Linked DNA regions of Capsicum annuum: region 2 is linked to region 1. Evidence: chromatin contacts called from public Hi-C data. All regions are on one chromosome and are shown on one strand. The core of a region is the stretch at or near the end of the contact, and the rest is flanking DNA. Distances in the headings are between cores, read along the strand shown. Region 1 overlaps LOC107877898 (probable polygalacturonase). Region 2 holds the start of LOC107877900 (protein TIFY 10A).

Region 1 (3,867 bases), core at 679-3,178:
GCTTGTCCAGATAATGTGGTCTAGCGACATAGTGATCTCTAATGTAACATTGCGTGATTCTCCATTTTGGACTCTCCATCCATATGACTGCAAAAATGTAACAATGAAGAATGTCACAATTCTGGCTCCTATCTTCGACGCTCCTAATACTGATGGCATAGATCCAGGTGAATGTTCAATATGTTATCATTGCAGAGAATAGAAAACCTTGAGCTAGTAATCATTTTTTCTATCTGTGGATTAGGACTAGCCTACATTATATTTGGGTCAGCTGTGAATAATAACGTGTCTAGACTAAATTTTATTGATTTCTTGTGAACTATCTCTTTATTTAATGAAATTAATAATCCGCAAGCTAAAATATCTGAAGATAATTTGTTTAACCTGCTTATAAAGGCGATTAGTTCTTTTTCTTGGGTTTATCATTTCATAGGGAATAAGAATTAAGTTCTGAGATTTTAATATGCCAAATTCTTGCTAGTCTTCTGAACCGCAGTTCTTCTAAGGTTGATATCATTCTCATAGACTTTGATACACTACATGCACTTCTTTATTGCTTACTTGTTCCCCTCTTTCTCAGTGCGAGTTCTTGATGTTTGAGTGTGGTGTGGACAGATTCCTGTGAAGATATGCTGATTGAGGACTGTTACATCAGTGTTGGTGATGATGGCATTGCAATAAAGAGTGGTTGGGATCAGTATGGCATTTCTTATGGACGGCCTTCAACAAATATAGTCATCCGAAATCTAGTAGTTCGTTCGATGGTCAGGTGAGGTTTCCATGTGCACCTACACTTGTTTTCATGACCTGGATGTTTCTGACAACGATTGCACCTATGACATTTTGACATATATAGCTGCCTGAGGAAGAAAATTATTAGTTTTTCTTGCTTTGGTATATTTTGGAAATTGTTCATTGCTGTTGATAATGCTAACCTACTGATACTTAGCAACTTTGGTTTGAAGAGATGTAACTTTTGTTTTCGTCTCGAGCCTTCGTAAAAGAATCTGGCAACATAGTACATTAGTATCATAAAGAGCAGCACCATTTATATTACATGCGACTCACCATCATTGAACGATATGCAGTGCAGGCATATCGATAGGAAGTGAGATGTCTGGTGGGGTGTCAAATGTTACTGTGGAAAACGTACATGTCTGGAGCTCAAGGCGTGCTGTTCGCATCAAAACAGCAGCTGGCAGAGGAGGATATGTACGACACATAGCTTACAGGAACTTGACATTCGTAAACGTTAGGGTGGGGATCGTCATCAAGACAGATTACAACGAACATCCTGATGGGGAGTTTGATCCGAAAGCTGTACCAATACTAGAAGACATAAGCTACGTGTCAGTACACGGTGAGGGAGTTCGTGTCCCCGTTCGTATCCATGGAAATTCTGAAATTCCAGTGAAAAATGTTACTTTCAGAGATATGTCTGTTGGGATAACATACAAGAAGAAACACATATTCCAATGCTCTCATGTTCAAGGTCGTGTTATAGGTACTGTTTTCCCTGCTCCCTGTGAGAACCTTGACCTATATGATGAGCAAGGACATCTGATCCGACGTTCTGACTCTCTGAATGCATCGGACATAGATTACGACTTTTGAAATGGTTTCAGATATCCACATTTTCGTGGGCCAATTTTCATAGTGGCCAGCCACTGTTTTCTATGTCTTTGAAATGGTTTCAGATATCCACATTTTCGAGGGCCAATTTTCATAGTGGCCAGCCACTGTTTTCTATGTCTATATTGATAATTACTGAATGGAGGTGAGAGATGGTCACAATGTTCATTCAATTACTCTTGCCCAGTCAGTCATTTTCTAGTTTTTCGTTTTTTCTATACCTGTAACATTCCTTTCCCCGTACGTTGTACATAGAAGAATGAAGTATATCCTTATGTATTCAAATTCTTATGACATGTGAAAGCAGCTTGAAGTTTCCACTACACTCTTTCAATTTTTTATGGGACAATGATTGGTGTCAGCAGAGGGCAACTTGCTCCTGATAACGCGTTTTCTCATAGATATCAATGTATTTTACTCTTTATTTTAGAGCCCGTTTGGATAGGCTGAAAAAAAAAAAACGGCTTTTTTTTGAAACTTATTTTAATAATAATCAGTTACGTGTTTGATAAAGGTGCTAAAGATGAAAAAGAGTTGTAGATGTGTTTGGTAGACAATTGTTGTTAAGCATTTTCTTTTATTCAAAATGTCTGAAATACCCTTATAATTGTTAACATTATGATTACTATTAGATTTTTTTTAAAAAAAATAATTTAAACTAAAATTAATTTATATTTTAATTGAATTTCAGTATAAACTACTTAGTACATTTATTTTTTAAAAATATTTTCATGAATGAATAAGTTACTTGTGCTTCATTTTTCTTCTGAAAATTGAACTAAAGAGATTAAAAGAGGAGCAAAATCAGTTGTGCTATATGGATTCGTTTTTCTTTGTGAATTTTGCCACTAATTAACCCATTGTTGTTTTACGAGATTTTTTTTTCCTAAAAATTGAACCAAAAACACTCAAAAAGATTGTTTCGGCTAAATAGGTTTATTGATTTTCTATTTTTCTTCAAGAAAATTAAATAAAAGTCGCCCAAAAAGAAGTTGAATTGCTAACAATCCATTAAAGTTTGTTATTTCAGTTAAATGAAATCCCCAAAAAATAATTCTTCTTAATTCCTCATAAACTCCACAAACATCAAATTGCTAGCAACCCATTAAAAAAAGAAATAAAGACACAAAATGAAGAGGAAAATGTAACCTGAAGAGAGAAACACAAAAATAGAGACACAAAAATAGTAAAAGAGAACAAATATTTTTGGACAAATATGAGGGTAATTTTGAAATACTGTATGTGAGAATTATAAGAGACAAAGATGTCTTTTACTTGGTCAAACTAGAAAAGATTATAAGCCAAAAATAATTTTAAAAAAAAAGTGGGGGCTAAGGTACTTTTGGTTTTTGGCTTTAAAAAAAGTAATTTTTGACTTTTTTTAAGCAATTTTTAAAGTTGTCAATTGCTTCAAAAAGTTAAAAAATGGCTTAAAAGCAATTTTGACTAAATTTAAACCCATCCAAACACCCTTTTAATATCTTCTTCCTACTTTCCTTTTTAGTCTATTTAAAACCGAATGTCTTTTTCTCTTTTTAGCAATTCTTTAATTTGAGCGTTTCACATGGTATATTTAAAATCACAAGATTAAAGAACATTTTGATATATTTGACATATTTTTAATTTTAAGGCCATCGGATCTAAAAGTTCTTTTTTAACATTTTAAACTCTTATCAAATCAAAATATGTCAAAGTCGGGCATTTTGTAGCTTGAAGTGCAAATGGGATTGAGCTGCAAGTCCAAGTTGGAGCCTCTCTTAGAAGGCGTTTGACCATAAAAAATATTAAAAAATAGCTTTATTTGAAAATTTTAAAATTGAAGTTGAAATTGTATTTAAAAGTTTTAAAATTGAGGTTGAAATTGTGTTTCAGCATAGTTTTTGTACTTGATGTATAGAATTTAAAATAAATATAAAATACGATTTGAACATGAAATATAATTCAACAACAACAACATACCCAGTGTATTCTCACATAATGGGGGGTCTGGATGGTAGTTGTCACGATTCAAACCAGGGCTTGATCGTGACGGGTATCTCAAATCTCATGTGCATTGGAGATCACCCCCTTCACCTAACCGAGCCAACACCACATCCTCAAATATTGGATGAATTCCGAACCTAAAAAAGATAGCGCATAATGAAAGTAATGATAATTCATAATATGTCTATTCTAACCACCGGTAATAGAACAACCGTCCATCACCAAAACGATCAATCGAATCACCCAATCCAT
Region 2 (4,111 bases), core at 518-3,017, 390 kb after region 1:
TTAACTATTTATATTTGTATTGTTCAATTTGTATTAATAAAATACAATTTGTATCAATGAATATAAATACAAGTGTTTGTAGAAAGAAATTTTTGTTTTTAATTATTTAAAAATACAAATGATGTTGTCAACTACAAATCAAAATACAAAAAAAAATTACAAATACAATATGTGGTCAATTTACAAATTCAAATATAAAATAGTTCTTTTAAAAATACATGTGCATCGATGAAAATAGAATACAAATACAAAGAAAATGAAACCACAAAATATAAATAAAATATGCAATCAACTATAAAATACAAATATAAAATAGTTCTTTAATATAAAAGTGCAATTTGTTTAAAATATAAATGATGATGAGAACTATGAAATACAAATACAAGCGTGAACTACAAAATACAAATTATAAAATACAAATACAAATATAAGCGCGAACTATAAAATACAAATACAATTTTATTAATGAATACAAAAATATAAATGATGGTGTGAACTATAAGCTACAAATACAAGTAGAATTACAAAATATAAATACAAATACGAACTAGAAAATATAAATATAAATACAAGCGAGAACTATAAAATACAAATACTATTGTATCAATGAATACAAAAATATAAATAATGGTACGAATACAAATGCAGTAAATGATTGTGGCATTTTTGTTATCACTCATGACTTGTAGTCGACATAGTCATATTTTTCGAAAACACAAAAATATAAAATTAAATAAGAGAAATAAAAATATTGAAAAAATAAAAAAATAAAAAGAAAGAGAAATACAAGCTATAGATACAATAGAGAAAAGAAAAAAAATAAAAAGAAAGAAATTAAAAAAAAAAAAAAGAAAAAAAAAAAAAAAAAAACCAAAAAAGAGGGGATATGAAAAAAAAAAAATAAGATAAAAATACCAAAAAATGAAAAAGAAAAAAAATCAAAAAGTAAAATAAATGAAAAAAAAAATGATGGTGAATACAATAATGATGAGCGATTCTAATGTGTCTGTCATCATGTACTCAATATAATTATATTTTTAGAAATATAAAAAAAATATATAATATAAACACAATATAAAAAATAAGAAAGAAAAAATAAAAAAAATAAAATTAAAAAGGAAATGAAAAAGCAAAAACAAATAAACAAAAAAAGGAAAAAGAAGAAGAAAGAGAAGTAGGGCTAGAGATAAAATTGAGGAAAAAAATAGAAATGAAAAAAAAAAAAAAAAGAGAATGAAAAGAAGAAAAAAATGAAAAAAAAAAGCTACAAATTATAATTTTAAAAGTTAAGCTAAAAACACTCTTTTAGTGAAATCTATGCTAGTTTTGTAAGTCTTCCATAAATATAAATATAAAAAAGATATTTTAAAAATTAAATAAGAAAGAATGATTTATTTTTTAAACTTGAAAGGATATTTAATTTTTAAAGCAATATCAGGGGTATAAACCATTGTCGGAAAATAAAAACAAAAGAAAAGGGTTAAAAGAGAGAAAGAAAAATAACAGCTATACAAAAATGGCAAAACGGTGTAAATAAACAGAGATTGAAGGGCAGTTGTTACAGGTGCAAAATAACAGGCTAATTGCAACACCACTTTTCTTAAGCGGAAACAACACGTGTTTGACATGCGAATTCCTTTTTCGGTTTAATTTTTAATTTAAACAATAACAAAATAATTTAAAATAAATAAATAAAATAAAAAAGAAAAAGTGGAGAAGCATAATCAACCTTTACAAACAGGGAAACAACACGTTTTCTTTTAATATAAAGTAATTAAAGTCTCCATATATTCCTCGTGCTTAACCCACCCCACCCCCACTCATACCTCACGTCCACTTCCGTGTTTGAATTGAAATATATATACATGTGCTTTTAACCTGTAGTCCTCAACTTTACTTTCGTTCAACAAGAAGAAAGAAGAAAGAAGAAGAAAGAAGAAAGAGAAGAAGATCTTTAGTGTTTTTCGAGTGATAAGAAAAGTATTTAGTAATGGCTTCATCAGAGATTGTGGATTCTGGCAAATTGGCTGGTCAGAGATCGCATTTCTCTCATACGTGTAGCTTGTTGAGCCAATACTTGAAAGAGAAGGGTTCTTTGGGAGATCTTTATCTTGGTATTAGCCGCAATTTTGATTCAACTGGTATGCATGATTTTTGAATTTTGTCTAGAGTGTTAATTTGGAGTTATTCTGTATTTAATTTAATTGCTAATAAATGAGCTATAAATTTGTTTCAACAGGCTCTGCTACTATGGATTTGCTTCCAATGATTGAGAAATCGGCAGCAACGAATACTCAGAAATCGATGAATCTGTTCCTTCAAGGTGCAACCAAGGCTGAATCGAGTATTGATAAATCACAGATGACCATATTTTATGCAGGTCAAGTTATTGTTTTCAATGATTTTCCGGCAGATAAAGCTAAGGAAATCATGCTTATGGCTAGTAACAACGCCAACAATACACAAAATCCAATCAACAAACAAGCGGAATCTACTGTTGATTTGGTTACCCCTGCTGTTAACATTGTCCCGCCCAGTTTAGCCAACACTTCCATCCAGGAACATCAAATGACTTCTCAGCCTATTGTTTCTGGTAATAATTTTCCCCATCCTTATACGTGGCTGGCGAAGTGAGAAATTTCATTAAGAATGTTCAAATTTAATATAAAAATATTTTTTGACTTATATGTTTCGCAGGTATAATATTTCAACGAGGAGGGTTTCAACTGGCCTAACTTCCATGTTTTTTTTTTCTTGCAGATTTACCAATTGCCAGAAGAGCTTCACTTACAAGGTTCTTAGAGAAAAGAAAAGATAGGCTGACTGCAAAAGTACCATATCAAACAAGCACCCCTCATAAACACACAGCTAATCCTAAGAAGGAAGAAAACAAGGCATGGCTGGGATTGGGTGCTCAGTTTCCTGTGAAAACTGAGCAATACTAGTACTTAGTTTTGTAGAGGATAATACTACTACAATTCCAAGTTTAATCTTGGCTTTCAACTCTCATTGAACCCACTTAGATCTGACTACTATTCCCTATTATTAATAATACATTTCTGTAATTAATTAAAACCATATATGGTTTTTATCTGCCCTTGTAGGTATTCAAATCATCGTTTCTCAAGTTTTCATTTGTAATGGAATTTTACAACAATTTCTTTTGTGTATTCTTTTATATGTTTTTGGTGAAGATAGCTAATTCTTTATTTCTTTGCTTTTATCAGATGTTAACAGTGAAATTGAATAATTAAAACCAGATAGGCAGTAGAATCAGGGGAAACTGGAAAGAGGCATCGTTTGATTATGACTGATAATTTTTTTTTTTTAAATTATGATTGATAATGGTTTCTTGATAGGTGGTATTGGAATCAATTTTTGTGTATCTTGTTCCCCAAAGAATCTAATTCCCTTTTTTAACAAATAATAACTTTTTTCCTGGTCTTCTCCGCTAAATGGCCTTTACCTTTTACTATTTATCAATTGTTTAGCTTAAATTTTTATTTACTTTCTAATGATTACAAGTACTCTCTTTATTTTTAAATGAATGATTTTTGACACAATAATAAAACAAACATTTTTTAAAAAAATTATTACTATTTTTAATGCATGAAATTTTCAAGAGCTACTAATGGAAGAGTAGTGATAAGGCCTGCGCGTTGGGGTAAAAACAGAGGGAGTAGTAATATTCAATGAAGAACTTCATGTAAAATCGGTGAAAATAAGAGGGCAATTGAAATCCCGTTTACCGTAATAAATGATAATCCTTACCAAGGAAAATTTAAGAAGTAGAAAGAGGAAAAATAAATAAAGAGTAGGGTCACCTATGCGGCTAGAGAGAGAATAATAGGGCACGCGGTTTTGAAAACTGCAACGCGGAAGAGGGGCCTCATAAATGCCGGGAAAGACGACATGGGAAGCTAAATGCATCAACTCATAGACTTTTAAGTTTACTAGTTCAACCGTAATCTTTAATTATTTTAAATTAGATAATTTTATTTAACGTAAAATTTTTTTAATAAAACTTTAAAAGTTTAGATTACTTTTAAAATATTTTTTAATATTTTAATATAAAATTTAAAGAGCTGCATCGATTTGAACTACGCGACGG

Evidence for each region. A called contact is a pair of places that touch in the nucleus more often than the background predicts.
Region 2: a Hi-C map of bud shows a contact between it and region 1, with 2.3 times the contacts expected there. The contact joins the promoter of LOC107877900 here to the enhancer-like site in region 1. A contact is called at or near these places in 2 of 5 Hi-C or Micro-C datasets (bud and placenta).

The regions. Positions count from the first base shown.
Region 1 is chr7:114,905,988-114,909,854 of UCD10Xv1.1, forward strand. It overlaps LOC107877898 (probable polygalacturonase), which reads left to right. Exons shown (of 5, transcript XM_016724692.2): 3 at 1-167; 4 at 616-769; 5 at 1,089-1,955. The coding sequence ends at 1,614. Among protein-coding and RNA genes, the nearest start is that of LOC107877898, 16 kb to the left of the region's middle. Within about 2 kb of position 1,929, at least 5 of the 5 cell types and tissues checked have an H3K27ac peak or open chromatin away from gene starts, as enhancers often do. A contact at or near this core is called in bud, where this site is marked.
Region 2 is chr7:115,296,755-115,300,865 of UCD10Xv1.1, forward strand. LOC107877900 (protein TIFY 10A) reads left to right here and starts at 1,768. Exons shown (of 3, transcript XM_016724701.2): 1 at 1,768-2,141; 2 at 2,240-2,593; 3 at 2,761-3,157. The coding sequence starts at 1,991. The coding sequence ends at 2,945.